Linked DNA regions of Acanthopagrus latus: region 1 is linked to region 2. The links are chromatin contacts, called in public Hi-C maps. All regions are on one chromosome and are shown on one strand. The core of a region is the stretch at or near the end of the contact, and the rest is flanking DNA. Distances in the headings are between cores, read along the strand shown. Region 1 holds the start of cusr. Region 2 holds the start of smc3 (structural maintenance of chromosomes protein 3).

Region 1 (2,700 bases), core at 132-2,631, 230 kb after region 2:
TCAACATGTGTGTGAGACTTCATGTTGTCTTACTTTACTGTGACTCAGTGGTAGTACTGGAGCCTGACTCATACAGAACTTTTGGGCCCAATACTGGTGCTGGGGAGTCGAAAAATTCCAATACTGCTACTATCAGCCGATATTCCATATATACAGCATATACTGTACAGTTTTTGCAGTGGCCCCCCATGCTGTTTTCACTTGTGACAAAGATATGTAATAGTGGATATTTTAGAGTTTAACAATATATTCCCAGTGACATGTACTGTTTCACTGCATATCATTGTGGGAGAAAGCGCTTATTTTCACATTATGTATATAAACATATACGAACACCAATATGTCTTTGATAGGTCAATATTAGCAGATAATATCTCTAGTAGTCACAAAGAACACACTGTCACTGACACTGAAAATAAAAATGAACTGGCTAAAAGCAACAACAAAGACAACAATTACCCCAGAAGTGTCTAATTTTTCAAAAGGCAAAACTTTACACCATCCAATATGAATCAGACAGACACCATATACATTTTGTAAAACTGCACATAGGGGCTTTGCTGTTACTCTTGACTTGTGATTTGCAATTCGGTATTTTAGTTTTTACTTGTACTTTGATTGTAATTCATTGTAATTATTAAACTATTTTAGGTTTCTCTATGCATCAGTACTTACTTCTGTCCTTGTGCTGCTGAAACACTTGAATCCCCCTTCTGGGAATAATTACAAGCGTATCTCTCATATTGTGACTTGAATACCACCAACAAGAAAGCAAGCAACTTAAACTCGTAAATGCTCTGAGACAGTGTTCTTTTTCCAGTTTGTTCTTGAAAGTGGGGTGTGAGTATTCGAGTGAATCTGTATCAGCTGCAGGAGGCGCTGACCCTGACCTCTGAATACAAAAGGTGCACTGCAAAGCCTGGCTGTAACTTAAAGAGCTATGTTTTCCCTCCAACATTAAACATTCATCAGTGAGAAAACATGTCAGCTATTAATACAGAATGAATGCATGAAAACACTCTGCAGATCTGCTACTGTAATGAAATGTTACTGTGTGACTAAATCAGTGCTGGTGAGAGCAAAGAGAGAGTCTCCCAGGATATCAATGACAACAAACAGCTATTTATACTGAAAGTAAACAATGGTGCAGCTGTTTGAACGCCCCAGATAACTGCTGCTGGACAAAATGTTCTTAAACATTGGTTATAATACCTCAGTAGAGGGTTACCAAGCTGTTATGGTCACAGAGTCCGCGTGTGGCCCATAAACATGTAGACAGTGAACAGGCAGAACGCAAAACAACATACATCCACGCAGTGTTGACTTGAACGTGACGACACGTGAACCCAGTCATCCAAATACCTCCTTGTGAGGATCACCGGCTCCCAGGTTCAGGTTAGCAGCCTGACAGCCTGTCGAGCCGCACAAACACAAGCGTCCCCGGACCTTTTCTCCCTCGGATTCACTGTTTGAATTCAATGGTTCCGCTCAGGCACGACGAGTCGGAGGACTGTCACTGACGTGCGACCAACACGATGGTGTTGACCGGCCCCCCTGCGGCCGGAGCGGGCGGCACGTATGTTGTGTAGATCTAGTAAGCCGGCTAAGGCGGAAACGCCGGCTCACAATGTGGCAGGAAGTGGCGTTTCATTCACAGAGGCGTGTGACGCACTTTTTGGCAAATCCCTTGCTTGAAGACGGAGCGCACGTGACCGAGGCGGGCTGCTGTCGGTGTGTATTATTTATGTTTGGCCCAGTTCAGACGTGCCCAGCTCGTTCACCAGACACAGTGATGGATATATTTCATGTTAAAGGCTTTAAACGTATAAAAACTATATTAAAGTACACGTTGGACAAGAACACGTGGGTTCCTTTTGATATTTAGCACATTTTTCGCCGTATTCTTTGTGAAAGTACATCAGAAAATAAAGCTTACCTTGTTGGAGTGACCGTCAAACGCGCTCTCTGCCAGGCTACAGCCTCGTATGAAGTGTGCCCCCTGTATAAACTAATCTGAAAATGATACTAAACTAAAATGATACCTCAATAGTTGTGTCTCAAGCTTTTACTCATGTTGTCACGTAGACTGAATCATTTGTGGCTCTGGCAGCATCTGGTTGTATCCCAGTTAACAGTAAATGTGACTCATGCATGTGCTCATAAATATGCAACACTGCCTCCATCTAGTGGCCACAATCCAGCTTGCTTTACCAAACGTCACTACGGGAGTACAGTCTCTTTTTTTCTAAATGGCTGCATCGATCAGATAAAAAGTGTGTGTGTGTGTGTGTGTGTGTGTGTGTGTGTGTGTGTGTGTGTGTGTGTGTGTGTGTGTGTGTGTGTGTGTGTGTGTGTCAGAGATTTCTATGACTCAAGACAGAAACAACCCCGACCCCGAACAAGAAAGATAAAAGCCAAAGTTGCATGTTGCAGACCCCAGTATAACCAATGTATAGAGAAATGATGTAGAAATCAAGAGTTTAGACAAACATATATTCACAACACTACAGTGACTGCTAGATTCGTTTTTGTCACAGAATTTCGTTTCCACATCTATAAATACAAACCGGATGTGATGTAAGATAAGGGAGACCAGCTGATGAATGGATCTCAGTGCCTTATTGTTGTGAGCCTGTGGGTGTCCAAATGACCAGGACCAGACAAGGATTCCAAATATAATGAAGTGATCACAGAATCTGA
Region 2 (2,700 bases), core at 195-2,694:
CAGTCACTGGGATCTGTAGTGGGTCTGACATTTGCCCTTTACTTACATGGAGCAGGGCCAGGCGCTGTTCAGGTCGCAGGTGACTGAACTCATCACTGAGCACAAACTGGATGGCTAAGAAAACAGAGAGGAGACACAGTTTTAGAGAACAAAAACACTGAGGGAAAATTGTCTGACAGCTGTGTTGTATAATCATTTGAGGCCATCTTACCATAGAAAAAGTTACTTTTTCCTGACCCATTTCTTCCAACTGTAACAGAAAAGAAACACAGAATGAGGACATGGTAAGGTATGTCCACAGCCACCTCCATGAGACAAGTCTTTAGAGTACCAATATTGGCTGAGAGCTTGTATAGGTGCATTCAAAGTACACCCAGATATAATTTCAATATAAATATATCACACAAAAAAACATGAGTGGACAGTTGAAGTCAAGCACATACACACCAATGACATTGTGCTTTGGACTGAAAGGGTCTACCACCGTTTGGTCCCTGTAACTTCGGAACCCCTGGATGATGACCTGCACAAGAACCCAGAGACCACCGTAAGTAAAAAGGTCATTCAACATCCTCATATTGAGGTTTGCGTTAAATGTACTGTACCAAGACGTGATTATGTGAAGCTAATAGACAGGAGCGTTTCCTAAATGCAGCTTTATAACAACCTGTGCCCTCGTATGCAAAGTCGACTGAGCTGTAATGTTACAACTTGTGTGCCAAGCGCAGCATCACATAGATCATACGCGGTGTACGACTTCCACCGGGGCCTTTACGTTACTGTCGGCTCCTGTACGGGCTACTTTTCATTCAGGACGTAAACGCTTTGCATACTTATTGACAAAGAAATAAATAGTTTAACCTACCACAATACTATCAACGCTCATATTTACATGTAATGAAATTCTGTGTTAAGTGGTACTGTGCAACATTAATAGAAACGAGACAAATCCGCTAACAGAACGTTAGCCTTGCACGTTAGCGTTAGCTTAGCATCCCGAGAAGGAGAACGGGCTGTCCAATTCAAGATTGATCAATGTAGCCTTAGCTAGCTTTAGCAAGCCGGCTCTTAAACTTGTTGCCGTCTTTGGTGCGATTTTTCTTAGCAATGCAAACATATTAACGTTAGACTGTGTGCGAGACCTCGTTATTCCGGTGACAATCACTCTATATGACAATGTTAACATAGCCTTATTATCGATAGGCCAGTGATAGCCTGCAACAAGCACAAGTCTGATGCCGTTAGCTTACCTGTTTGATGTACATGGCTGTCTAAGCAGGCTGTCTCCTTGGCTGAATTTGGAGATATGCTCCCCTCCTCCACTAAATTGGAGAAGCCGGGTGTTTAATAACCCAAACTCAACAAAATATTCGAAATAAATGCATTCAAATTTGGTGAAACCCTGTGTGGCAACAGAGAATAACATGGAAAATGGCGGCGGGGGCGGGATAAAATGGACAATACCATTGTGTGAAAACAGGGTTGTAGTAATAAATGTATACTAGATTATATGCAATAGTGAAATTATTTAGACCGAATCCGTCAACGGAAAAGCAGCATACACGTTCATACATGACGGTTACCTTTTAGTCACTATACAAATTTACGTAAATAATATGTTTGACACGACGTTGTATTTTGACCTCCCTATTTGTACAGTTGGTACAGTCTTCCTGTCTGTCTTCTAGGCGCCAAAGACAGAAAAGTGTGGATGACACACTACGTGCAAATAGAAGGAAAGTAAAAAAAAAAAACAACAACCCGTCAATAGATAACGGTAGCTTTAATAATTATTAACAAATGCAACGCTTTATTATATCTGTGAATTTTATTAGCACACTGCCAATCTGATTATAATGGGACTTTTGACTTTTTTTTCTTTTTCTTTCACCTTGTTTAGAATAATCTAATGCATTAGTTTTCATTAAGTTTTCCACTTACACTAACATGTTGACCAGTAATCTAGAATTCTGACTGAATGGTGCTGTTCTATATCTGCTTCTGAAGGCCAGTGCAGTCACTGCAGGTGTCACTGTTGCCCCTCCAGTTGTATGTATGCCTGTTCTGCCAGAAGTTCTACTCTAAATGCAAAGTCTATGAAGTAGGCAATGGATTCTGTTCTGTCTTACTGTTTATGGGAACAGGCTTATTACTTATATGTAACTTCTCATTTTAGACCCATCGACTCACTACAAACACAAAGCTAGAATGATTACACGACAACAGCTTTTATTTTCGTGGTGAAAACATTTATTAAACACATATTTATATCCACATTATTGAAAAAACATCAGACAGACAGTAGTTTTCAAATAAATTAGGTTTCAATGCCTGACTGTATTTGTGAATAGGCAAATAAATCACAATAACAACCTAAGGCATGTATATTGCAGTTTATTACTGTGCTGTGTTGTTTTATCGCTGCAGAGTAGAGGACAGGGAAGCAGCATCAGACTGTGTAAGCCCATAGATTTCATGGGCCCATGAACTGAATACTATTATCTTCTCTCTTTCTGTTACTGATCTCAGGTCTATCTGCTCTGCTGATTTCAACACAAGGCACACAGACAGCATTATTTTTTCTTTTTCTTTTTCTTTCAAGTAAGACTACAAGCAGTCACAGTTCATTTTAAGGCAGTGCAGTTATTGGGCTCAGTTTGAACTGGTGGTGGACCGGGGCCTGCAGGCAAGAGGTAGGGA

Evidence for each region. Hi-C and Micro-C count contacts between places; a contact is called where the count stands out from the background.
Region 1: a contact with region 2 is called in a Hi-C map of liver, with 4 times the contacts expected there. The contact joins the promoter of cusr here to the promoter of smc3 in region 2. A contact is called at or near these places in 3 of 4 Hi-C or Micro-C datasets (liver and muscle).

What each region holds. Positions count from the first base shown.
Region 1 is chr1:21,763,987-21,766,686 of fAcaLat1.1, forward strand. cusr reads left to right here and starts at 1,382. Exons shown (of 12, transcript XM_037098080.1): 1 at 1,382-1,731. It overlaps LOC119019484 (a long non-coding RNA gene), which reads right to left and starts at 1,499. Exons shown (of 4, transcript XR_005075063.1): 1 at 1,363-1,499.
Region 2 is chr1:21,534,140-21,536,839 of fAcaLat1.1, forward strand. It overlaps smc3 (structural maintenance of chromosomes protein 3), which reads right to left and starts at 1,445. Exons shown (of 29, transcript XM_037101686.1): 1 at 1,251-1,445; 2 at 448-523; 3 at 212-250; 4 at 47-114. The coding sequence starts at 1,265. It overlaps dusp5 (dual specificity protein phosphatase 5), which reads right to left. Exons shown (of 4, transcript XM_037114919.1): 4 at 2,230-2,700. The coding sequence ends at 2,630.